Linked DNA regions of Anas platyrhynchos: region 1 is linked to region 2. Evidence: chromatin contacts called from public Hi-C data. All regions are on one chromosome and are shown on one strand. Each heading gives the region's core, a stretch centred on a gene start, on an enhancer-like site or on the middle of the called end of the contact. The rest is flanking DNA. Distances are from core to core; before and after follow the strand shown.

The links. Hi-C and Micro-C count contacts between places; a contact is called where the count stands out from the background.
Region 1: a Hi-C map of subcutaneous adipose tissue shows a contact between it and region 2, with 2.1 times the contacts expected there. The contact joins two enhancer-like sites. A contact is called at or near these places in 4 of 8 Hi-C or Micro-C datasets (liver, skeletal muscle, small yellow follicle and 1 more).

The regions. Positions count from the first base shown.
Region 1 is chr1:131,967,282-131,973,887 of IASCAAS_PekinDuck_T2T, reverse strand. The region is part of intron 1 of TBL1X (transducin beta like 1 X-linked); the gene reads left to right. Among named protein-coding and RNA genes, the nearest start is that of TBL1X, 49 kb to the left of the region's middle. Within about 2 kb of position 2,832, at least 1 of the 8 cell types and tissues checked has an H3K27ac peak or open chromatin away from gene starts, as enhancers often do. A contact at or near this core is called in subcutaneous adipose tissue, where this site is marked.
Region 2 is chr1:131,816,177-131,822,769 of IASCAAS_PekinDuck_T2T, reverse strand. It overlaps TBL1X (transducin beta like 1 X-linked), which reads left to right. Exons shown (of 17, transcript XM_072029631.1): 5 at 4,906-5,051. Among named protein-coding and RNA genes, the nearest start is that of GPR143, 67 kb to the right of the region's middle. Within about 2 kb of position 4,964, at least 2 of the 8 cell types and tissues checked have an H3K27ac peak or open chromatin away from gene starts, as enhancers often do. A contact at or near this core is called in subcutaneous adipose tissue, where this site is marked.

The DNA of each region.
Region 1 (6,606 bases), core at 1,583-4,082, 150 kb before region 2:
GCCATTGGAGGGTGAAACGAGGCTTTTTAAAAAGCAATATTCTCCGCTGATACGTAGCAGTTGGCCTATACGTCAGTCTGCTGCCATTCAAAACACGGCTGCGTTTACTTGACCTAAATCTCATTTGATCCCCTAATTCTTGGTTACCATTCAACTTACTGTTATGTTGTGGGTTCAGAATGTGTTCTATCATATGAAACCGTAATTTGCTTAGGTGGAAAGATGTGGTAACATCAAATGCGATTTTACTCTGTTTCTTTCCTACTGTAACACAACTTTTCCATACCTACAATAAATTATTGATACAGCAAAGAAGCAACTTTTTTTTTCCCTTAGGCATTAAAATACTTGGAAAATATCCTTTGACATTGTCTTTGGGAAAACAAGGAGGATTTTCTTCTGGTGGATAGATTCCCTTTGTCGTTCTGCAGAATAATGCATTTGTTGTGCTTCTTTTTGAAGGCAGCAAACTGCACTGGGTGTACAACTTTGGTTTCTGGGGCATTTTGCTGTGCAGCACTGTTGGCTCCTCGTTAATCCCTTACCACTGAAGCCAGGCTGCAAGGTGTGCTCCCCAGATCAAGAGTGAAGCCAACTACATACGATTTACAAGTCCGAGCAGAAGAATCACGTGCTATAGGAGCGCTAGTGAAAGGATGCTGTGGCACTGTTATGATTACATGGATAGGGCTGCTAGCGTGTGTTTCATGCTTAGAAGTGTCCGCTGATGAGCCTGTGCTGATTGGACCATGGTCCAGTAGCCGACAGCAAAATTACTGGGAAGAAGTTCTTCCAAAAGAACTGACCTTCACACTGCGTGGTTGGTAGATGTTGAGTCAAAGACTGAGCTTTTGCAAATCCATGTATGTTGGTAACTTGTGCTTACAAATTGTTACGGCCATCTGATAGCTTCGGTGTTGTTCAGCAGCTTCAGGTCGCTTGTTGTCTCCAGCCCGGTCGCTGCTGGCAGGGCACGAGTGCGTCCAGAGACCCATTAGGGTTCAGACTTGTGTTAGCACACAGTCTCAGCTGGGATTGTTAACGGGTTTCACAAATACTAATCTTTTAACATGAACTAACTAATTGTCCTCTCTGCGTGCACGTGCTTACATACACACAGCATTAATGTAGTCAAAAACCCTCAGATTTAGAGAAAAAAGGAACTGTCCCGAGGCTGAAGAAACGTGCTGCGGTGCAATGGTTGTGCTCTCGGGCCCTTCACCAGGATATGCAGGGATATCAAGGCCCAGCAGCAGCACCTGGGGCGGTGCAGAGGCAGTGAGATGAGTGTGGGACGGGGCCAGTCTGGCCGTCAGGCCTGTGGGGAAGGTGGAGGTGAGGCACAGTGGCGGTGTGCTGTGCTGTGCTCAACCTGCTCGCTGGAAGGCGGCCAGCTCGGGCACGGCCGCTGTGCCTGTGCCCACGGACCAGGGCCGGCGGGGAGGCTGTGGCTGGGGTGCCATCACAGTCATCACCTCTTCATTTCTTCCTCCTTGGTTTATTTACTTATTTATTTTAATCCACTACTTGGTTTTTGGTCACTCCTAGAAGTAAAATACAAACCCAGATCCCAGATCTCAGCAGAGATGGAGGCAGAACTCCCCTCTTTCCTAGCATTCCTCGCAGATAGGGCTGAGCTTTGCTGACAGGGTAGGACAGAGAACCCTAGCACAGGCGGTGCCTATTCATATTGTGGGGATTAGTTTCCAAGGATATATCTATCTGGTGCCTTTTACAGTTACAAAACAAACTTAACTCTTCTTGTACCCCTTTACACACGTGTAGGAATTAGACGTCTAGGAAAGCAATGTGATTGTAGACTTGATTGAAGCACACCAAATCCCTTTGATTTTTCAGAAGGTATTGCCAATTATATGTACACAACTCTCTTTCCTTTTGGTTTAACTTTGCTGTTTTTTACTTTTTGGATTTAATTCTGTTGCCTTTTTCAGTCATTTAAAAAAGCTCGTATAGTTCTGTGTAGTTAATATAGTTTACTTCTTTTATTTTTACTCTTAAAATACTGTAAGCTGGAAGGCACAGATAAAAGGCAGGCATGAGAATTATTCTAATGAGGAGCGTATCTTCTTTCCCATCCATCCAGTTCTCAGAAATGAAAGAAAAGAACAGGAGCAGGTGAATTTTTAATAACGTGGCATGGTGTTCACAGGACACAGACTTTGTCATTCTGTGTGAAAGGTACTGAAGGTCTCTTTAATTCCATTTTCATTAGTGCTTTCTATTTTGTATTGCTGTTATTATATAATTCATTAAGAATTTGTGGGAATCTGTTTTTATATTACAAAAAAAAAGCAAACCCTAGGCTCTGATGCTTCTGCTTGTATCAATAAGTGTCTTAAATAACCAGTTAATTTAAATGAGCCAATTAATTTGAAAGCAGAGCATGACAGTGTATCATAAAAATTCATCCAGCTTCATTCTCACAGGATTTTATGTGCTTAGAAAAAAACATAAGGCGAGCTGAAAAAGATGGCCCTAAATACAATACTGGAGAAGAAGAAAACAGTGAATGTGAGCTCTGTATAATGCACAGACTGGAACGTTCACGTAATGATTACTTTCACTGCTGATGAATCAAGTCAGCTTGTCTGGGGGACCACTGTCATGTATTTGCTACGTAGTCTGGTGGTGCTGGGTAGAGGTTAGGTAAAAAATAGAATGGAGTTTAGGCCATGACGGGCAGTTTACAAGGAAGAGGAGGAAGAGTGGGAGGAGGTTACCTCAAAAGCCAGGCTCCACTGGTTTTAACTTGCAGACTGTCAAGCAGCCAACAAAAAATTTTTAGGAATGTTTTGAACTGTATTTTTTTCTTGGCTAGGATGACACATCTTCAGAACACTTATTCCAGTGCATTTCTTCACTATTATGATGGTAGCATATAAACTATGTGGGTATTTTCTAATATGTCAACGTTATTTTGTGGTTACAGCACTGGCTTTTTGTGTCCGTTTTTTCTTTGTTTTTTTTAACGCTTTGTGTGTATGTATGCATATGTGATTACTGATGTGTATATGATTTTTTTTCATTTAAATCTTGCTTAGAGTAAGAAGCATATTCGTCACGGTGTTTATGACGTTACCAGCAGCATATATTTTGGATTAAAAAAAAAAAAAACAAAAAAACAAAAAAACTTTTGACACCTGGACGGGTTCAGTGTTCTCTGATGTCAGTGTGTTTAATGCCATTATACACCGTCAGTTTGATCATACTCAGTGAATGGTGGATTTGTAGATAAGCTGCGTTGTGCTTATTAGTAGGTATGTACATGTATCTATACACCTGCTGTATGTCATATAGCATGAAATAAATTAATTTCTCATATTAAAAAAGTAGCATGTCTTCTGCACATATTTTAAAATACATACTTTTGTAGTTGCTTATTACTATCTTCATATCACCATGGGGTTGTTTGGAACTACAACTTTATTCCTTGATTTTTTTTGGTAAATTGGGATATGTATCTGTTAAAAGAAAAATTTGTTACTTAATATCTTTACAAGACAATTGATAGGGCACTCCTTTCTGCAGTTAGATAATTTCAGTGGAATGTGATGATTTATCTGCCTGACATCCTACAGAACTACTATGAAGTTTCTATTCATGTTTTCTTAGAAATTTCAAAGATCGAAAAGCATTGACAATTTATTTTACATCTGGTTTATTAAAAAGTGTGAATGTCAAGTTCTGCTTACTATAGTACAATCTTACTTTCCATCAAATTATAAATAAATTAGGATAGCAAAGTATCAAAAGGAAATTATGAAAAAAGTTTTCTCTTTTGTTGAAGAGTTCAGGGTTAGAAGTAATGATTGCTTTAATTTGTTAATCTGTGAATTATGTTCTTGGCTAACAGAGTTGAATTAGTGTATTAGGTTGCTGTGGAACAAACCTCGGTAGCATTTTTCCAACCTTTTTTTTAACAGCTTTTAAACTTTTAAAAACTTTTTTTTTCATTCTTTTTTTCTCATCTGCTTAAAGACTATTGGAGTTTCCAGTGGTGTTTAAGAGATTTCATTTCACTGGAGGCTTTTAATGTTTCACAATTTTTCTTTGTCAGCTCCTCAGTGTGTGGGTAGTGCCAGCAAGGGCCACGTTGATCATACATTTGTGTTCTGAACACGCAACAAATCCAGTTATAGATATTGTCCGAAACTGTAAAAACTTCCTCGGCAACATGCAGAAGACTTCTAGGATCAAGCCTTACATGATGACAGTACAGATTCTTGACTGGTTAAGTCAGTGTATTTCAGTCTTTTTTAAAGTGCCTGAGTAATGGTGTGCGTGATTTTTAGCTTTTACACTGAAAGTCAGTATTCTGGTAATGAAATAGGCAATGCAGTGTCCCTTCCTCCTCCTGTAGCCTAATTAAGTAGTCTTTTTCATATAGTATAACTTCTATTATCTGTTTTGAATACCATTATTACCTGAGTCCTCACTGTGTTGTTTGAAGTTCATGTGGCTGACAAACATGAAGTCCAGATTTGGAGCCCAGTTTCTTTAAAATGTGCAAAAGCTCTCTTGACTTATCTCAGCATTTTCAGAGGTGTAGTATTTTGCAGTAGAAAGTGTGAAACTTAGCAGCTTGAGGTTCTAAGTACGTATTTTGGAAAATGTCCAACTTAGGTCAGTGATTAGAGCCTGTGGCTTTTCTCAGACAAGTGCCTGTAGTTTTTCAGGCCAGCCCACATCAAAAGGTCTCACAAACTCTAACAGCAGCCGCCCATCGAGCACCTTGTGAGCATTGGCAGGATGCTCTTGTTGTTGTCCATCCATATCGTGTGTAGTCTCAAAGCTCCTCTGCTGACCGTGACCTGTTAAAACAGAAGCCCTCAACACAGCCCAGCAGCTGATGCACACCTTTGCCTAAGCGTTACCTGCATCGTACCCTCTGGGAGGACCCCAAGCCAGGCTTCACCCTTGGCAGTAGAGCACCCTGCATCTTTTGCATCTGCTCAGTAACAGAAGCAGTGCCTTCTGTAACCCATGCTGCTACCAGTCTCAGCAGCCTGGCTCTGTGCAGCCTGAGATGGATCACAGCCAGCTGACCCAGGCCATCACAGCAAAGCCTTGCTGAGCTCTCAGTCCTGCTGCTGGCTGGGGTGGCATCAGCCGGGCTGTGCTTGAAGGCAGAAACCTGGCAGTGCACGGTGCTGTGCTTCATCTGTCATGGGAGATGTTGGCCATAGAAATAAACATGATTTGCTGCTCCCAAGTGAAGGGGAAAAAAAAAAAAGCCTAGAATGAGTATGGCTGTGTATTGGCAATGTGGTGTATGTGGGCTTTTTTACTTATTGGTTTGCTCTGGGGTAGCTGCTCTATGTATGTCAACAGTGGAAAACTGGGTAGAAAGAGCATTATATTCTCTAGTTTTAGAAGTAAATTTTATGACTTGGACATTTTTGATGACTTGGACGTTCTATAGATAGTTCTTTTTTACATAAATATCTAATTGCACTTTAAGCATTATCTTAATTGTTCTTTTTGTCTTCGGAAATGCATATGGTTACTTCTCTGGTGTCTCAAGCAGGGAGAATGTCTTGCCAGCCTATTTAACGTGCTAACGTATGTGAGAAAGCATGCCCTGTGGCCTGAAACATCGTTTATGTATTCGCCAATTGCCACAGCCTTTTAATTTCTGTTTGTATGCACTGCATTTGGTTAGGTTGAATTTATTGATTTCAACAGTTTGCAAATATTATACTGACAGACCGTTTGCTTCTGTCTCCTTTGAGCCAGCGTTTTACCCTCATTAGTCTATGGATGTGTTCTTTTGAATGTTAGCCAAATGCGTTCATAAAAATGGCAAAGTTAGAGCTGTTTGACCTATTACTGGTAAACAACATTATCAAAATCTATTTCAGCATTATACTCTACACCATAATATGTATAAATAGGTATATATTAATTTTTCCCAAGTTTTCCCTTTTTATTTTCTCCAGTTTTCTGAGCTCCCCATCACATGCAGACATTTGCTCAAATGTTACAGTTGTCTTTTGGTATTTTTGTGCATTCTTGGTTTGTTTTTTGAAGACTAAAGCTACTAGGTAAATAACAGCACTAATATTTATCAGTTCTCTAAATCTGTAGTTTCAAACCACAGCTTACAAGCTTCTAGGGGACACAGACTTTTTTTTAAGAGATCTGTGGGGAAAAAAAGGAAGTCTATTGGCCTTCTGTTCAAATTCACTATTCAAGGTATCTTTATAGGTCCACAAATTTCAAGAGATTAAAAACCACTGATTTAATTATAATGTAAGCTTCTTAAGGATGTGATGATATCTTATTTTTTATGACTTACTACTTTGTGGGTGTATACATCGTACACAAGTAATAATCTTTGTTTTTGCAGGTGGTAATTTATACCAACATTAATTTTTGGCGTCAGTTTTGTTACATTGTGTAGATTTTTTTTTAATAACCCTTCTCTTTTGTAGGGCTGTGATCTGTATTCTCTGACACCACAGATCTATCTGGCTGATCTTTAGTTGCACAAAGAATGGTCTATACACAGAAGCATTTGGATTCCTTTAGTTTGTGTTTACCAGGTCTGTCATGTAGCAACAACTGCTGCTCAACTGATTTTTC
Region 2 (6,593 bases), core at 3,715-6,214:
TATTTTTTAAAATAAAAAAATGAACAGTATATTAAGTGAATTTTACAAGGAAAAAAATCTGCTTAGTTCACAAACAGAAGAATTGCACAGTATTCAGTAGACAGCTTAACTATTGCCAATTATGGCCTCTCAAGTAAGCAGCTAAGACTGAAATACTTGGGAAAGTGTTGCTTCTGCAGACCCTTTTTTGCCACTCTGCTTGCCTGCACAGATGCAGCAGTAAGTGCTGTAGCTATTGCACTTTAAGGTCGCAGTTTAAACAAGGCTGCTTTTTACGATGCTAAAGGAATCAGAAAATGAAGGGAGCACTTAGGGAATGTCAGTCAGTTTAATCTATCATAGCCAGATCAAGTAGCATGGGGAATACACAGCAGCACCCCATTTGTGTGCTTAAAAGGAGGAATCCTTAACCCTCAGACCAGGTGAGGCACATCTCTGGAGAAGGCAAGGCTTTCTCTGGGCTGCATGGTAACCCAGCTCTCTCTCCTGTGCCTGCATTTGGTAGGCATCGCTGCTGCGAGCCAGGCATATTGTAAATGATCAAAATTATGTAGCCTGTAGATCAAATCGGCACACAAAGAGCAGTGTTACGTTCATTAAACAAAAACACGTCCTTCTATGATCAGTGGCAAATGCTGTGTTAAGAGGAGGCCATTTTTAACTGAAAAAGGAGCAGCCAAGGGGAAGAAAAAAATAAATTAAAAAAAAAAAACACACACAACAGCTCTATCATCTCTATTTTCGCAGTTACAGCAAAATCTATCAGTGAAATTTTGTAAAACAGCCCTACATATGCATTTTTTGGCACTGCCTGGGGCAAGAATTCCCAAATGACTGTGTATGTACCACTGATAGTATATACAGACACCTCGATGTGGGAAGAGATACAGCGCAGAACCAGGATCTGTTATCACTGTCAGTACAGAAGTGCAGGAATCTCTAAATGAGGAATTTCACTTAACTTTTCAAGTCAAAAACATTTGCATAACAATTTTTTATTTAGTGGGGTTCATTAAAGTTATTTTTTTTCTGCATTCATTATGTCCTCTGTGCTTTTATGCTCCGTAAAATCTTTCAAGACCAACTGTCCAGCAGCTGATACATCACCTTCCTTTAAGGTGATCATACGAAGTCCTGCAGGTAACCCACTGTTCATCCGGATGTTTGTTCATGTATGGTAATATTTTAAACATTGTATTTTGGACAGTTTGTGTTTTCCCATCTTTTCTCTAGATTGAGGCAGGAAAGACCGTGAAGCCATCCTCTCAAGTCTGCTGAATGATGACATTTAGGGTAGCAGTCCCGTCACTGCAGAAGTGACTCACTGGTCTCACTGGTGCAAAACCAGTTCAGGATGTGGCCATGGTCTCTCCCTTTCAGCTCTTTGTATTCACATCTTCAATCTTAAAAGCTCAGAGTCTCATAGCATATGTCCTCAAAGGATATACGACGTTAAGACTTCGGTTATTGGTGCTATTTGGGTATAAATCAATGTTTTATAGAGTGATTGTTATAATCACTGGACTGAGAGAATTTATGAGAAGTGATACATATGGTGGACACAGATCTGCAACTTCCTTCTTTCATTCATTTCCCTGCGACTGCAGCATTTCGAGTTTTGGTCTGCTGTTGCATATCGTCCCTGTCACATCTGTCCCTAAGACTCCCGTTTGCTGAGCACGTTCTCCTGCTGTTCTCGCTCCCTGACTGCCTTGACAGCCTGCACAGTCACCGAGGGGGTGGTGTGCTGGTTTCTTGGCTTTGCGCTTCCTAATGTGGTTTCATGAACTTCAGAAGGAGGGCCAAGTTAACATTTGTAACACAAGCATTTAAATAGCTAGCATTTAAAAGAAACTTGCCTTCGTTTAATAGAAATCACCTTTTTATATGACTGAACTATAAAGAGCTGCAACATCACTATATAATTCAGTGCACTCGCACACAGAGCCCCAAAGAGAACTGATGACATCTGGTAACTATAAAAGTGAAGCTCAAGTGATTTTTCAGTGTTATCAGGAACCTGACGTGGGTACAGCTTCATTCAGGATTTTCTTAACTGTGTGTGACTTTTAAAATCCATGTACTTTCATGTTGCATTATATAAATTCTGTGGTTTATCAGGATACAAGAAATTGGGAGATAATTAGCTATCAGTTGTTTGTTTGAGTTATTTCTTGGTGTTTGCTTTTCTTTTAAATACCATGTTAGGACCATGCTATGTTAGGATTTTTCCAAGGGGAGTGAGGAACACAGTGTCCAGCGGCACCCACTTAAGCAGTTCCACTCTGTTGATTTTCAGTACTTTGATCTTACCAGATAAGATTTTGGGAAAATTTGTCACAAGTGCTGGAGATGTGAGTGAGATTGCTATTCTGTGAGAACATAGCCAAGAGTTTTGTGTTTTGTCATCTCTTGAATGCTTTGGTAACGGTTTCTTATCATGGAGAAAAACAGTCAAATGAAAGGATTCATTTCAATAACACCTCTAGGTTTTGTGCTGAGAAGTCCCTTTTCCCACACGCAGTCAGGTGAGAGGTGTTGCTCTTCAGGGATGTGGCAACTGGCCGAAGAGGTTAGCTGTATGCAACATTAACCCGTCTGCTGGCAAAGATGTGACTTGAAATGAGATGTGACAGAAGCCAGCTAAAAGTCTGCAAGATACCAAATGTACTAATGACAGGTACAAAGTCATAGCTAAAATTAAGGCTGCTGTAGATCCACAGTCATGGCTTTCCACTTTTTTACCATATGTGTGTTGTTGGCCATTTTAATGCTACCTGCCTTTTGATCAAATCAGAGACCATTTTACAAAATTCTGAGCTACCAACTCACAGATAAGCTACTGTCTCTTTTAGCAGTGAAATTCAGTGCTTCTGGACAACAGCTTAATTATCTGAGTCTTCTGCATTTTTAAGTAGATTGGCTGATTAATCCGTCATGCCTTTTAAAGTCCACTGCTTTTCAAGAAGGTATTATTACTGTTGTTGTTTAATTTAAATACACATAAATATACATTAAGCAGGATCTGTTTCCCTAATTCTGATTAGTTGCATGCCGTATATTTATACATACATAGAGATCTCAGTGTTCAGCCATCAAACCCTAGGTCTCCCTGACTCAGGCTGTGTATGCTCAATGCTCGATTTCCTTCTTGTTGTGGTACCCAGAAATGTGCTTAGATGTTCTGCAGAACAAATAACAAGGCAAAAGCACTGCCCTGCAGATCTTACAGTCTATTTTGGATGCAGCAGGAGGTCCAGCAGCTCATAAACTAGACCACAAGACATAAAGAGCAAGACAGAGTAAGAGGGGTCCAGGGATTAGATGAATGATACTGCAATTTTTCAGTTTTTTTTTCTTTTTTTTTTTTCCTATGCTTTGTTTTCGTTCCTTGTAATCATTTGTAAGTCTGCTGACACTTTCTAAAAGGTGTCCCCAAACATCCCAAAAAACTGGGGAAGTACTAGGAAGGGGAGGCATGGTAGGGAAAGAAGAGGACAGAGGCTGTTACATGGAAGAGAAGAAAAACAGCGTCGAAATAAAATGTGTAGGGGAAGAGAATCACGGAGAAATACGTACCTCAGTTTTCACACGTGGGAGGCGTTCTTTTTCTTTGTTTTTGCTGCCTGCGAGTGTAATTGAGCTGGTTGCAAAAAGAGCCTTGAAAACAGTTTGAGAGAGGGAGAGAAAGCAGTGCTGTGGAGCAAGCCCCAAATCCCATCCGCCAGCCCACACACAATCGGACACTGCAGTGATACGGGGGAAATCCCTTAACGGACAAAACTATAAATGAAACCACTGTTGACAAGGGGAAGCGGCGTAGCTATATTTAACGGAAGTATTTTCATTTGTGAGCTGCCTTCTTTTTCTTCTTCTTTTTTTTTTTTTTCCTCTTGTCTGGTCGGTGGAGACTGCTAGGGCTCTTCCTGTTCGAGACAGCGCATGGGTGGTTTCCCCAAGGCTTTTAATGTTAGATTAATGCTCTGGAGACAGCGTGGTGATAAATGGGTTCCTACGGTTATATCTACATCCTGTGCTCCCTTCCCCCCGCATCGCCTGTGCGCGGTCCGTCTGTGGCGCCTGCCTTCGGACGCTCAAGCCAGTCCTCGTGGCAATGACAGCACAGCTCCCAAAAACTGATCCACTTCGAGACTGGTTACGTCTAGGCCAACAACAAAAATGAAATGTCAAAAAGAAAGAATTATAGTTGAAGTAAAGGCCACCGAGTTGGGCCATCATCTGCTGTTTTGATCATTGCTGATCGCGATTAATTACGCTTGCTGTTACTGTTCACTTTCAGAAAACGGGTTTGCGGGAGAGGCCTTTCTGTTGTTGCGTGTTTTAATGGCAGCTCTCTGCATGTCGTGTTAGCGATAAATGTGGTGACCAGAGGATTTGAAACCTCTTCCCTTGCACAAGAGAGCGGCTCCCCTGTGTGAGCTGCATCGGGGCCCTGATTTTGTACAGCCTGCGCGCTGACAGGGGTTTGAGTCTGTAGCCTCAGGAAGCACCGATACGAAAGCGTAGAAAGGAAGATGAAGATCCGAGTCATTTTTATTATTAGCTGGCCTTGCCCTTGCGGTGACTCATATTTTTTCATGTTTGTGTTTTGGTTTTCAGTCAGCCGGCTCTCCTCTCCTCTGTGTGCGTTGCCATTTCCATGTGACGCCGCCTGCCCACGAGACGAGGCGTGCGGGGAGGGGGACAGGACAGGACAGGACAGGAGGTGGTGGGGGCGCCAGGATGGCTCTCGTTAACCTCTGGGTCGCCTGCAGCCCGCCCGCCTTCCCCCATTTATGCTGCAGCGTCTTTCTGATCTTGAGGCAGGATTATTTTTAGACCGTGAAGGTGTATCTGGCTGGTGCGTTCAGATTTCATGTCATGGCTTCCTTTTCCTGCTCTCAGGTTTCTCCCACTCGGCCTTCACGTTCGGTATCGAGAGCCACATCAGTCAGTCCAACATCAACGGAACACTAGTGCCACCTGCTGCACTCATCTCCATCCTCCAGAAAGGGCTCCAGTATGTGGAGGCTGAGATCAGCATCAACGAAGTAAGTATAAGTACTACCCCCACTGCCACCACAGCCCCACACACCCATGGGGACCACTGAGATGGCCGACCGGCACACTGGAGCTCGCCCAGCGATGCCCCTCGACAGCCAGATGCACCAGCCACCCATCCTCAGTTTCTGTCCATTTGGTGCCCTTTTGTACCTCAACCCTGTTCTGCCCTACCACCTGCAGACTCTGAGACACGTTGCACAGTTTTCCGCTGTGGCACTGAGGCCCCCGTTGCGTTGCTTAAATGGGTTTTGTGGTGTTTCAGCTACCTCAGTCAGCAAGCCAGGGGTGCGCAGATTCCTGCAGCAAACAGGAAAATGTGTCTGCATTTACAGCCTTCTGTTTTCAAGGTGACAGCAGAATTTGACAGGAAAAATGTGCAATACCGCTTAAAACTTCAGTCCCTGACAGCTATTAGAAGACAGTGCTGCTTGCATGCCGTGAGGAGCCTGACTAAAAATCCACTGAAGTCACTGGACCTTTCTGATTTCAGTGACTTTGGCTCAGATCATACAAAGACCAGGCAGCATCCCACAATGGACATGCCAAAACAATTGTGTGCAAATTCTAACCCTGCCTGGGTCGTTGGTTGTATGCATTGTGTGAGCAGCCACAAAGTGTCCCTGTTCCCACTGAACTGCAAGGGGAAGCAAAGGGAGCATGTAGGAGAAGCCAGGATTTTTGCCCTGACAACCTTAAAGGCACAATGCTTCAAGAGGAAGGGGAGCATGACAGATAAGCAAGTGCTGCCTTAGGAAATATTTACCACAGGTATTTGTATTTGTCAGATATCTGTAATAAATATTAATACATAAAAATACGTGGAAAGCTATTGTTTTTTCCTCTATAGGTGAATGTAGAATGAACGACACGGGTGAGAACAAAGGAATATAAAATAGCGAAAAGGCTGTGTTTATAATGTGTGGTTTGGAAACTCGTTTGTTTTTATCACTAACATTCTATATTGTTTTCTCTTTATGACTCGATACCATGTTTAAGAGTTGTGTATGTATTGTTTTTAATTGGGGCAGTGACACTTGACATTCATGCCAAGCTGCACTTTGATGCAGTTGTAATAACAAAGCAGTGTGAGGAATCTGTCTCAATTTGCTACTACTTAACATTTTGCCCTGTGCCTGATATTAGAGCTACACAGTTAGAGGCTCACCAGGAAAATCACCTATTAGTTCAGGTTGTACAAAAGGTATAAGGCCCTACTCCTGTGAATTCAGCTTCAGAACTGGCCTCCATTGAGAGATCTAAAAATGCATTTGTTGTCACACTTATATTTATTTTGCTTTCGTAGGGGTTTGATTCTGTTCAAATTCATGGTTGTAAGTACCGTACAGCAAAACAAAAGCCGTTCTTTCTACAATCTGCATGCCAATTAAGGCTACAAATCTACTTCTATGTGTATATTCCTTAAGAGTGGCGAGTAATCAGTGAGTTTATAAATTATGTGTACAAAATTAAAGTATTGTTTGTGATTTGTGAAAGGACAGTTATGGAAATACTCCAGTGAGCAATTTTAC